Regions from separate parts of the Sus scrofa genome. Here regions 1 and 2 are each linked to region 3. A link is a contact called in public HiChIP or PLAC-seq and promoter capture Hi-C data. All regions are on one chromosome and are shown on one strand. The core of a region is the stretch at or near the end of the contact, and the rest is flanking DNA. Distances in the headings are between cores, read along the strand shown.

What was found. Promoter capture Hi-C pulls out the DNA fragments that hold promoters and counts their contacts. HiChIP or PLAC-seq counts read pairs in DNA pulled down with a chosen protein or histone mark.
Region 1: an H3K27ac HiChIP or PLAC-seq map of alveolar macrophages shows a contact between it and region 3. The contact joins the enhancer-like site here to the promoter of C13H3orf58 in region 3. A contact is called at or near these places in 8 of 47 Hi-C or Micro-C datasets (alveolar macrophages, brain, embryonic fibroblasts and 4 more) and 2 of 2 datasets of contacts at active chromatin or transcription factors (alveolar macrophages and skeletal muscle).
Region 2: a promoter capture Hi-C map of liver shows a contact between it and region 3, with 6 times the contacts expected there. The contact joins the enhancer-like site here to the promoter of C13H3orf58 in region 3. A contact is called at or near these places in 1 of 5 promoter capture datasets (liver), 6 of 47 Hi-C or Micro-C datasets (embryonic fibroblasts, fetal liver, liver and 1 more) and 1 of 2 datasets of contacts at active chromatin or transcription factors (skeletal muscle).

What each region holds. Positions count from the first base shown.
Region 1 is chr13:84,448,341-84,452,909 of Sscrofa11.1, forward strand. All of the region lies in intron 7 of SLC9A9 (sodium/hydrogen exchanger 9), which reads right to left. Among named protein-coding and RNA genes, the nearest start is that of C13H3orf58, 180 kb to the right of the region's middle. Within about 2 kb of position 2,016, at least 9 of the 83 cell types and tissues checked have an H3K27ac peak or open chromatin away from gene starts, as enhancers often do. A contact at or near this core is called in alveolar macrophages, where this site is marked.
Region 2 is chr13:84,866,106-84,870,297 of Sscrofa11.1, forward strand. No RefSeq gene overlaps it. Among named protein-coding and RNA genes, the nearest start is that of SLC9A9, 230 kb to the left of the region's middle. Within about 2 kb of position 2,941, at least 7 of the 83 cell types and tissues checked have an H3K27ac peak or open chromatin away from gene starts, as enhancers often do. A contact at or near this core is called in fetal liver and liver, where this site is marked.
Region 3 is chr13:84,632,232-84,636,520 of Sscrofa11.1, forward strand. It overlaps C13H3orf58 (deleted in autism protein 1), which reads left to right and starts at 2,485. Exons shown (of 3, transcript XM_013982111.2): 1 at 2,485-3,401. The coding sequence starts at 2,745. All of the region lies in intron 1 of SLC9A9 (sodium/hydrogen exchanger 9), which reads right to left.

The DNA of each region.
Region 1 (4,569 bases), core at 766-3,265, 180 kb before region 3:
ATGTTGCCTTTACAGCTAACATGGCCACACCTTCACCTCCATGTTCTCTGCATCACTTGTGGGAAAAAGAGCAATTGAAACTCTCAAATTAAATAAAACTTTCCCATAATTCTCCACTCTAGCTGAGCAGGGCTCAACTTTCCATGAATGCCCTTTGCTTTGGTAGCATAAAATCTTAGTGAGCCATGCTCTCTATTTCCTTTGAACTTTATATTTTTCCATAAAAGTTTTATATCCAAACATAGAACATTATATTTCTTGTGAAGGCACTTAAGTTATCTGGGTACATATTCATTGTTACTGGTTTCAAAATATCGGAAAGTGTAACTGAGAAGGCTAGCAAGTGAGCCCCTCTAAGCTTGACTTAATTCTCTATTATGTTTTCCTTTTGGAGCCATAGGTTTTATACCATATTTTGAGTCCCCCTTTTTAAATGCAATCTCTTACCTTGATATCTCTGAAGATATTTTGTAATTCCTACCTATGGTAGATTATTTGCAAAGATGACCACAATAACTCTTCCCATCCCTATATGCCTACCCCTTTGTAATGTGACTTTATCACACCCTGCATCTAGAACTGGAGCCTATTTCCTCATGCCTTAAATCTTGGCTGCTTTCATGACACTTTGACCAATGCAATGCACTGAAAGTGATATTGCAGGACTTCTGGGACTGAGCCTTCAGAGTCTTGCACTACTGTTCCCATCATCTTGGAATGTTGCCTTGAGACCACCAAGAGAAAAGGCCAGGACTAGCCTCCTGGAGCTGAGAGTTTGCACAGAACAGAGCTGAGTTCCCTAGACCAACCAGCTAACAGTCACAATTAGCTACCAAACATCTGAGTGCTCCTACATTGGACCATCCAACTCCTGTCAAGCCCCAATGACTGTGGCGACATGAGAGACCTCGGATGAGAACCACAGAACTGCCTAGCTGAGTGTGATCTAAATTCTTGAGCCACAGAATTGTGAAGTAATAAAACAGCTGTTGTCTTACATCATTAAGTTTAGGGAGTGGTTTCTTATATAGCAATTGATAACTGATATATTTTCCTTATTATCTTTTTAACCTTTTATCTGCACAGGCTATGGGGTGTGTGTGTGTGTGTGTGTGTGTGTGTATGCACGCGCACACGCGAGCGTGCATGCACATGTGCATGTGTGTGTAGAAGCTGAGCTACATTTACTGTAGCTCCTCCATCATATTTTGGTCAAATTAAGAAAAATGTTTGACTTTGTGCCCCAGGGTGCTGAAAAATGAAGGTAAACTAGGTAATTCCAAGACTTGAATATTTAATTTAAAAGGAAACCCATAGTTAGAACCTTTAGGATAAGTTGTTTCATGATGATATGGATCAGGTGAATGTTTTTTCAGAATAGAGTATGTTTCAATTATTTTTATACTTTTTATTATTACACATTTCTCTTTTTTCATGTCAACCATCTCTCATATCATTTTGTTCCTTCTACATGACTTTCAACATTTCCCTTCCTAATTTGGAGTTAGATTTTATCTGCTTTCCTTTTTGAGTCTTTCAGAATTTGTCCTGTCATTCTGATTCTCGACAAGGTTGTGACAGAGGGACTAAATTGGTGTCTAACATATGTGGCTGTGACGACTTTACTTCCTTTATCTCCAAACTACCTCTCTGATGTTTTCACAGTCCCCTCCATTCTATCTTTTGTTTCTTTTCTTCATAAACTTTACTCTCCTCTCTGCTGCAGGAAACGAGCCCATGCCTGCTGTGATATGGATATGAGAAACCACACCGCTAAGCAGCTCAGGCTGTACTTGACAGATTAGAGATTATTTTATTTTCTTATTTGGCTGTGTCAGGGCAGTGGTGTATTTATTTTTCTCTTTGATGCCAGTGACAACTATTACTATGCCAGCTCTGAATCCAGAGAGTAAATGAGTGAGAGGAGAGTGGGGCCTTTTAGTCTGACTCAACACAGGCCCGTCCCCCCCGCCCCCCGCTGCCGCCTCCCCAGCTCTGCTGTGTTGCAGTCTACTGAAAATGGAATCTCAGAGAACAGCAGACCGGAGTCTCAGAGAACAGAGAGAAAAACATGGTTGGGAAGGAGGGGAACAGAGAAGGGAGAAAGAAGGGAGAAGGTGAAGATAGGAGAAAGGAAAAATATAGGGCTTTGTGGTTGATAAGAATTAACCAGGGGATACTGGCAAATACACTCTTGGTGCCTTTGTATCTCTGCTACTGCCTGCCAGTCGGAGTTATTCTTACTAACACATACACAAAGTGAAACAATAGAAGAGTCAGGTTTCCCAGAAATTGAAGTAAGCAGTATAATCGAGCTGCTTAAACTTATAAAACTATTAAATAGCTCCTTCCACTTATTTTTTCTTTTGCTTTCCTTCTAATATAATTGATACATGAAAGAGAATGTAGAGAAGACATACGCAAGTTACAAATTATAACAGTATATTGAATACCTGGAAACCCACTCCAAGCCATGAGCCAGAATATTACCAATAACTTATCCCTTTCTGTGTGTTTCTTTCCATCACATTCTTTTCCCTCTTTTCCAGAAATTACCACATTGCTGAATTTTTTTTTAATTCCCTTATTTACTACACACACATATGCACATATGCATTCTCACCTGTATGCATGCATGCTTATACAATATTGTTTAATTTTCATAGTTTACAAACATTATAAAAATGAGGTTATGACAGACCACTGTAAACCAGCTATAATGGAAAAAAATCATTTTAAAAATGAGGTTATATTACATGTAATTTTATGGGGCTTGATTTGTTGATCTTTATAAATATATATATATATTTTTCCCCCCACTATACAGCAAGGGGATCAAGTTATCCTTACATGTATACATTACAATTACATTTTTTCCCCACCCTTTGTTCTGTTGCAACATGAGTATCTAGACAAAGTTCTCAATGCTACTCAGCAGGATCTCCTTGTAAATCTATTCTAAGTTGTGATGATAAGCCCAAGCTCCCGATCCCTTCCACTCCCTCCCTCTCCCTCCCTCCCTCTCCCATCAGGCAGCCACAAGTCTTTTCTCCAAGTCCATGATTTTCTTTTCTGAGGAGATGTTCATTTATGATTTGTTGATCTTATGTTTCCAAGATTCACCTACATTGTCATAAGCAATTTTATTTCATTGCTCTCCACTGCTGTGCAATATTATATAATATAAATTTATTTTCCTTTTAATGAAATGTTTTTGCTATTTTGAACAATGTTGCTACTAATATTTTTTATACCTGGTATACATGTGCATATGGTTATAAGGTATACAAATATGTTCAAAGTATATAAGAATGTATTTATAAATGTTAAAGCTATATACTCATAAATATATACATTGGAATAAATTTCTATTCAAGAGTAAAACACTAATAATAGAAAAAATGCTCATGAAGATGGGTATCCTTTTAAGGTATAAAGACTTATTATAAAGCCATCATAATTAGGAGGGTATGTTTTTGGTGCAAGGATAGACTACAGACCAATCGGATAGAATGAGTACTTGAGAAAAAGAAACCACAACACATCGAACAGGGGACACAGTAGATTCTGGGGGAAAGTGGGGTTAAAAAACAAATGACGTTAGAATAATTAATTGTCCCTTTGAGGAGGAAAAATTCAATTAGATGTCTACTTCATATTATACACAAAAATCAATTCCAGAAAATGGGCTTACTGCAAAAGGCAGACTTTAAAACACTTTAGAAGAAAATGTCTTTCTGATTCTGGGCTATGGAAGAAATTATTAAATAAAATTTTAAAAATGCTAACCATAAAAGAAAAAAATTTATAAACTGACTACATTAATTTAAGAAATTCTGTTCATTAAGAGACATCATGAAAAAGTAAAAGCACAAGACACAAAGTGGGAGAAAATATTTGTGGCATATGTAACTAAATTCAGATTACCATGTAAAACATAAAGAAATCAAGCAAATAAATTAAAATATGATAAAACAACTGATTAGAAAAATGAAACAGAAACTTTGGTCAGGTGTTATATGAAAATATAATCAACTTCATTAACAGTCAAAGAAATACAAAACAGACCACAGTATAATTTCATTTCATACTGATTATGTTGCCAAAAAATTAAGAAGAAAAATTGGTATAACTACTTTGGAAATGATTTTACATTATTTTGTAAAAATGAGTATTTATTTTTAGACCCTACCACATGGCAGTTCCACTTCTAGGTATGGATACAGAGAGGCCAGCAAATCTGGGAACACAGACAAATATGTAATAGCTGGTTTATTTTTATTACATTATAGTATATGATAAAATAATGGCATGCGTATTTCCAGACTTTATTATGGCCACCCTGAATACAGTCTAGAGATTTCTTTAGTTCTAATTAAATATGGAGATATGTAAAATCCTTCCTTTCCCAACTCTCTGTTTAGGTTCTTGAAAAACATACTCGTTCTCCATCAACAGTAATTCCCATGCAAAGCTGAGGAAACAATGAAATCTATGAAGACTTTCTCCCATAAAAAATTTGTGGATAATTTAAGGGAGTTGGTTGCTTCCCTGAAGTCTTTCTATGCA
Region 2 (4,192 bases), core at 1,691-4,190, 230 kb after region 3:
GACTTTTGTAGTCTTTATTTCATTGCTATAGCAAAATGAAATTGCAATGACTGTCTCTGTACACAGTAGGAGTATATCTATGCGATAGATTCTTCAAAACTAAAGTTTCTAAGTTGACATGTATGCACATTTGGAATTGTAAGTCACTGTCTAATTGCCCTTTAAAATCCTTTTACTGACTTAGGAGTTCCCTTTGTGGCTCAGTTGTTAACTAACCCAACTAGGAACCATGAAGATGAGGGTTTGATCCTGGGTATCCCTCAATAGATTAAGGATTGGGCGTTGCCATGAGCTGTGGTGTAGGTTGCAGATGTGGCTTGGATCCCATGTTGCTGTGGCTGTGGTGTAGGCTGGCAGCTGTAGCTCTGATTCGACCCCCAGCCTGGGAACTTCCATAAGCCATGGGTGTGGCCCTAAAAAGAGGAAAAAAATTCCTTATATTGATTTAGAATTTCAGCCACATTTGAGTGACTTTTTTCCCCCCTCATGTTTATGACATGATAAGCGATAATTAGTATAGACTAGATATTTTGATTTACATTTATCCAGTCATTATTAAGGTTGTCATCTTGTGTATTTATTATTGCTTTTTTCCATAAATGTCCACATTGTAACTGGTTTTTATAACAATTATTTCCTAAATGCTTTTCTAATAGTTGTATGGTTTTGTTTTACACTGTCACACTGCTAAACCACTGGACCCTAGTTTTGAATAAGGCATGAGGCAGAGGGGGTCTAGTTTTACTTATTTTCCAAATAATTAGCATATTCTTCCAATACTAGTTATGGACCAAATAATTAACCCACTAATTTAAATTGCCACCTTTATGATATTAAAAAAAAATCTCATATCTAGGTTAGTATCAGGATTCTTTTTTTTTTTCTTTTTAGGGCCACACCCAAGGGATATGGATGTACCCAGGCTTGGGGTGGAATTAGAGCTGTAGCTGCCAGCTTATGCCACAACCACAGCAACAACACTGAATCCTTAACCCACTCTGTAAGGCCAGGGATCGAACCTGTGTCCTCATAGATACTAGTCAGATTCGTTTCCACTGAGCCACAATGGGAACTCCGGGATTCTCTTTCATTCTATCTGAACAAGAAACTTCCCCGTGGGCTAGTTTTCTATGTGTTAGGGATTATAAGGAACACACATTCTCCCCAGAAGAAATAGCCCGTTCATAGGCTCATAGCCATGGGGCAAGTGTTTTTATGACATAAAAATTTTAGTGTGGTTGGAGATTTAAGTTTAAGAAAGAAAAATTATTAGGAAGTCATTAGCAAAAATCAATGAAAAAATTACTATAAATAAAACACAACTCTCTAACAAGAACTTAATATTTATCCATCTCAATTTTTGTTCATCCATACTTGGACTTATTTTAGCTCTTCATTATCTGCATAGAGGCCAATATATTTAAGTTCAGTGTTTTCTTTATACTTTTTAAAAAATTTTTTGGTCTTTTTAGGGCCACTCCTGCAGCATATGGAAGTTCCCAGGCTAGGGATCAAATCGGAGCTGCAGCTGCCAGCCTATACCACAGCCACAGCAACACCAGATCTGAGCTTCATCTGTGACCTGCACCACAGCTCACAGAAATGCTGGATCCTTAACCCACTGAGTGAGGCTGAGGTTCGAACCTGAATCCTCATGGATACCAGTCTGGTTCGTTACTTCTGAGCCACAGTAGAACTCCCTTAAGTTCCATGTTTTAAGAAGACTTTGCCTTTAACTCATGATTGTTAGCTTCTCAAAGTAATTATATGTCTGCAATTTTCCTCTCTCTCTTTGGGGAGAAGAAAGGCTGACAAAAAAAAAAAAAAAAGTTCTGAGATTTTGTTGTTTACATCTAATCTTCCAGAATTTTTCAGTTTCTTTCTTTTTTTTTTAAAGAGTCCTAGCAGAACTTAAACATAAATCATGTGACAGTGGGAGGGCAGGCATACATGCAGATAGAAATTATATGTTACAGTTTTTGTCATTAATTTTTCATCCTTAATCTTAACTTTTTTGTGAAACAAATGCAAACCTAGAACCCTGCATGCTGACATGTCCAAATATTGGCTATTACACTTAGATCTTTCCAACACAGTTATCAACACTAATTTGAATAAACAAACAAACTCCAAACCCACAACTCACTTTTTTTTTTCTTGGTTAAAAAAAAAAAAGAGTTCCTTTCATGACTCGGCGGTAACGAACTCGACTATTATCCATGAGGATGCCGGTTCGATCCCTGGCCTCGCTCAGTGGGTTAAGGATCTGGCAATGCCATGAGCTGTGGTGTAGGTTGCAGATGCTGCTTGGATCCCACACTGCTGTGGCTTTGGTGCAGGCTGGCAGCTACAGCTCCAATTCAGCCTCTAGCCTGGGAACTTCCATATGCCTTGGGTGTGGCCCTAAAACAACAAAAACAAAACAACAGAAACGGAAAAACATCGTTCTCTTTTTGCTCACTCTTTTCCTATTTCCCTCTTGTCAGGTATCCAAATAGCTGCAGGCAAGAAAAACACCTTCAAAAGTTATTTTGATATAAATCAGCATCACTTCCATGGTTTAACCATTAAAATGTAGTTAAAATGTCATACTTACTTTTAAATTGCTGATTCAGGTTCACATATCTCAGTGTAATCTGAGTTTTTCAAAAACATCATGCCACCCCATACCAAACAGACAAAAAAAAAGTTTCAGATTTACTAATAAAATGAACACGTTGTTCTACAACTCCAAAATATTTTCTGAAAGTAATTTAAGTTCCTTTTTATTTGTTGAAAGGTTGACGTTTAATGGTATTTCCTTTCCAGGTATGGTGCATAGATTCCTAGGAAAATAGCATAAGGGAAATGTGAGAGAATGCTGTTTATAATGATTGGTAGCTTCAAAGCCCTGCATTGGAACACCATGTAAATATGCCAAATTGACTGTTGCAGAAATAGACAACTTGTTGTGAAATTTTGGACATTTTCCACATCTAATGGTGCCAGACCCTGGAGGGGGTGGACATTCTGGTCCATGAGCAAGTAAACAAGTCAATAGAAAAACTGATGGTTGGAAAGACTGACCTCTGAACAATGGTATCTCTGGGCTCCTCAGAGGGTCAGCTGGGTTTGGGAAATATTTTAGTTGTCCCTGTAACATGTAACCTTGGGTGCTGATCAAAGTGCTTTGTTTTGGTACATAAAGCTCAACCTCTGAGATGGTGCCAAACATTTTGCTATCATGGCACGTGGGGTATTAGCCAACAATGCTGGCTTGAGAAATCCAAGTATTTCTCTAAAGTAGAGAATTTGCCTCTTAATTTCACCCTCCTGGTTCTGGGTAGTAAAAATTCTATGACTAGTTTCTTTCCTGAAACTACTGGGTTTTTTGTTTATTGGTTTGCTAGGCTTGGAAAAGAATTAAGGAGCAAACTTTTCAATACTGAGTTGCTTGGTGAGTCCAGGGGAGACAATGACTCTGTTGAAATAAAAAATTATAAAAAGACTCCACGAAGACCACTGCTGTGAGTCCCAAATAGTCGAGTTGCAGCTTAGGTTGAAGGTTTGGGGGTGTCTGACACTTGCTTTTCACGTTTCTATTTATAAAAGGAAGGCAAACAGGCTGTGATGTTTCTTGTTTTCTGGAAAAGTATTAGAACCTTCTTAATTATGGTAGAGTGAACATGGCAGGAAAAGGAAAAATATAATTTTAAGTATAATGGTGCATGCTGGAAACACAGATTGGCAACATATGGGGTTTTGGCATCTGGACAGAAGCCTTCGTAACCATCTGCTTCTCAGAGGTTATTTTGGCATTTTTTGCAGCAATTCCAATGATTCACAGGACTGGGCTAAGGGTGTTAGCAAGCAGCTAAAGAGGGCACAGGTACATAAAGGCAGTTACCGGGTCTACTGTCCACACATTAATTTCATTGTTGTGGGTATTGTCACTTTAAGATGGTCTATGTGCCAGTACTTCATTGTGATGGTAGCAGATGTTCCTTCATGCTAATACTTTTTTTCCCAATTTTATTCACCCAGTGACACTCATTTTTCGCCTTCAGAATTAATTTGGTATATCACCTCCCCTGGCTGTGGAGATGTGAGGAATATGTGAAGGGACTTGTGTTTTTGTGTGCTCTGCTGCTAGTGCTAAATTGTGGACCTAGTTGGTAACCTCCAATTCTCCCCGACTTTCTCATTCTACCAA
Region 3 (4,289 bases), core at 1,235-3,734:
GCCTTCCCGCCTCCACTTGAGGAATGTGTTACATTCTTGAAGACTGTCTTTCCTGATAAAAGTCTAGAAAACTTAACTGAAAGGAGTATCAGGGCTTAACAAATGTAAAATACTTAGATATAAAGCAAGTATTTTTCAAAATTCAACTTATATAAGCTTGTAACTTTTTACATACAATCTTCAAATGATTCCTACACAATTCCAAAGATTTGAAGGCTAAGAATAGTTTAAGAACCCAAAAGATCTTTTCTATACATAGAAGCAGTACCTCCTTAATCCTGCCACTAGTCTCTTAAACAGTCTCTCCTTATGCCTCAATACTCTCAGCTTAGTCACTGGCAAGAATGCCAAGGAATTCATTCATTCTAAATATAGAAATGTAACGCCTTCTACTGTATTAAAGTAATTCCATATAAATTATCTTGTATTAATTGAATACATCTATAGGACAAATAGAAAAGATGTTAGGAATAAGAAATCTGCAGTTTAGTAGTAACTTGCCTAGTTCACAGTTCAGCAGCAGAAGCAGAGCTGACATCTCCAGACCAATCACACCAAACACTATTTCTATGAAATCCTCATTTGAGATTTTGCTCAGAACTTTACATTGCATGGAATAAACGTACTGAAGGCACGTTAAATCAAATTACTGCCAAGGGTTTGAAAAAGCCCTTAGTTTCAGCATTTTTCTTAAGCAGTCACTTTGTACAGGCTTTGAAGACTAAATCTTCCAATTTGTCGTCAATCTAACATCATATAAAAGTCACTTCTGTGTTGAACACCTTAAATTGTATAAAGGTTTTCTTTTTTCAAAGTTTGAATTCTTATATCACGAAGGTCAAAATACTGACTTCAACAGTACTTCTCAAGAGAATGGCTCTGCCTTTTACAAACAGGTGTTGAGAACAATAGAAGTCAATTTAATAATCCAATATATAGATGTTTCTCATTTAGCTACTCTTGAGTTCATTCATGCAGGCCAGTTCATTGGTCTTCTAAAAGTCATCATTCAATCGCTATCATTAACTCAGTTAAAACTCAGATATTTAATACTGTATCAGGAATCACTTATCCAACAGAAAAACTACTCATTTTAATTATTCCAGCGCAAAAACTAAACAGCATTAAAATTACATGTCCCAGCTACTGTGGAGTCTGGGTCCCCTAAAACTTCTACCAAAACGAGGCGCTGTAGTTCCGCATTTCCGAGCTATTTTTGTAGTCGTGGCGCGAACTTGAGCCAAGGTGCCGGTGTGGAGCACAGGCTGCCCCGGGTCCCCAAGGGTACCGCCACAGCGACGCGGCGTGGCCCGCGGGGCAGGCCCGAGCGTGGGGGGAAGGGCGGGGCGCATAGCCGCACGCCGGAGACCCTCACGGTAGGCAGGCGCGAGGACGCCAACATCCTTGGGGAAGAAGAAAAAAAAAAAAAAAGGCTTCGGCGCCGGGCTGGGAAAGACTAGCCAACCGCTCGTTTCCTCATCTAGGCAGTGTTTGGCACAACTCAAAGTGACACCAGGCCGCGTCAGTTCCCTCTTCAGCCTACTTTCCCCTTTTTATCATGGTGTGTGGCGGACTTCGTTTTCTCCGTGCCCACTCAGGATACTTTAAAATGCCTCCACAGAAGTAGCTGACGCCAAAGGTGAAGCATCTCCCCTCAAACAATCCAGCCACACCTCGCGCCCTTCCACCTCCTCTCTGCAGGCCCGCCCCCAAGCGGAGGCGCGCGGGCCCAAAGACAAGAAATCCCTCCCTGGCCTCGCCTCATCCCGCCCCCAGGCGCGCGCCCCACCCCTATAAGGCGCAGTGAACACGACGCCCCGCCCACTCCGCCTACACCCTGCGGGCGCCTTGCGGGTGCCCTGCGGAGGCGAAGGATTGCACTAGGGTTCCGCAGTTTTTTTTTTTCCGACTTAGAAGACGCTTTCCACAATGACAAAAGACAGCCCCCAACAAAGTCAACGATCATAAAAAAGCAACTATTACTAAAAGTCATTTCTCCACAGGAGCTCGCGAGTTTACCCTGCCTCTAGAAGCTCGAGCCCCGCCCCTCGGAGTGGGCCCCCAAAGCCACCCCCAAGAGCCCGCGATTACGCTTTCCGGGCGGTACGCCACACGCTCGCTCCGCCCCTCCAGCCCCGCCCCCAGCCCCCTCGCCCTCCCTCCGGGGAGTCGGCGCGCAAGAACTGGGGCGTGTGGCGTCAGGGACGCGCGAGCACCTCATCCTTCCCACCTTCCTACACAGTTGCTACTTTTCGATGTTTGACATTCCAGCTTCTCTTCCCCTTCCGTGAGTCCCTGCTTCCCTCTTCTCAGACACCCCGCTCGCTCAGGAGGCGGACGCCGCCGCCGCAGCTCTCGCGCCCCAAGCTAGCTATACGCGTGCGCGCACACGGGCGGACGCGGGCGCGCGGGCGTTGGGTCCCCGCGCTCCCTCCGCCTCCCGCTGCTGTATAACTTGACTGGCTAGGAGGAGGCGCTGCCGGAGTCGGAGGGCGGGGAGCTCGGAGGAGGGAGCTCGAGAGTTGTGGAGACTAGTGACTGGGAGAAGTCGCAGCCTGCTCCGGTCGGTTCCTTCCAGCTCCCCGTCTCTCTTACACACCTACTCCGCTTCCCGCCCCAGCCCGCGCCCTCGCTCCTTCACTCGCCCGGGGGCCCCCTGCCGGTCGCTCCCCGGGTTTCGGCGCGGCGGGGGCGCCCCGGGGGTGCCCTCGCCCTCCGGGTGCGGGGGACGGGCGGCGGGCGGGATGTGGCGCCTGGTGCCCCCGAAGCTGGGCCGCCTGTCCCGCTCGCTGAAGCTGGCGGCGCTGGGCAGCCTGTTGGTGCTGATGGTGCTGCACTCGCCGTCGCTGCTCGCCTCCTGGCAGCGGAACGAACTGGCCGACCGGCGCTTCCTCCAGCTCAATAAGTGCCCGGCGTGCTTCGGTACGAGCTGGTGCCGCCGCTTCCTCAACGGGCAGGTGGTGTTCGAGGCGTGGGGCCGCCTGCGCCTGCTGGACTTCCTTAACGTGAAGAACGTCTACTTCGCGCAGTACGGCGAGCCCCGCGAGGGCGGCCGCCGCCGAGTGGTGCTCAAGCGCCTTGGCTCGCAGCGCGAGCTGGCGCAGCTCGACCAGAGCATCTGCAAGCGGGCCACCGGCCGGCCCCGCTGCGACCTGCTCCAGGCCATGCCCCGCACCGAGTTCGCGCGCCTCAACGGCGACGTGCGGCTGCTCACGCCCGAGGCGGTGGAGGGCTGGTCCGACCTGGTGCACTGCCCCTCGCAGCGTCTGCTCGACCGCCTGGTGCGCCGATACGCCGAGACCAAGGACTCGGGCAGTTTCCTGCTTCGCAACCTCAAGGACTCGGAGCGTATGCAGCTGCTGTTGACCCTGGCCTTCAACCCCGAGCCGCTGGTGCTACAGGTAGGCACGAAACCCCGGAGGGGGGCATCCTGCCCGGAGGGCCACCCAGGTTACGGGAGTCGGGAGCAGCGGCCCCGCCCGCACCGGTCCTCCTGTCAGGACCTGGCCCCCGGGGGGCCAGGCGGCGGGCTTGGGAAAGGAACGGCGCTGGGGACCCCCGGGCGCGGTGCGGGATCGTGGAGGGCGACCCAGCTGGTGGCGAGGCTTGCTCTTGTCACCTAGACGCGGGCGCATCTCGGTTCTGATTGCGGATCTTTCAACGCCAGAGGGAGCGCGTTTGGTCTGGTACGCTCCCAAAATGTCTCTCCGGCGAGTTTCCTTCGGCTCTCCTCCTTGCCTTTCTGCTTTGCTCGCCGGGCTTGCACTTCCTCGGCGCAGTCTGTTTAGGAAGACCTTAGTTCTTAAGTGTTTCTATACCGCTTTGCTTTCCCCTTTAGTACCCCTCGTGACTGGCTTAACTTCGGCCCCAAAGTCTCTTTGTTTTATCCCTTAGCTCATTCACCTGGCGAATCATTTGGGGTGGCAGATTTGGGGACAAACTCGGGAGGATGAGGTTAGAGTATGGAAACTGTGGTCCGGATGGGGCTAATCCCTGAGGCCTGCTTTAGGTGTTAGATTAGAAAGAGAAAAAAAAGTAAGGCGTCGTTGGACTTGGGGCTGCGAGGGTTTAAGGCCAAATCGGGCATTTTCATCCTGATCCTGTGACCTGCTCTGTTCATCTGGTAATTTGACTGCAGGAGGAGACGAAATGTTAGGCCAGGGCTGGAAATGGAGAGACTAGAGTCACCTTTCTCCTGTTTGACTTAGTGGCTCTCTCGTGACTTTATTTTGAAGACAAAGGAGCTTTTTCGGGGAGTAGGTTGGAATCTTTTTACTGGTGGTGACAGC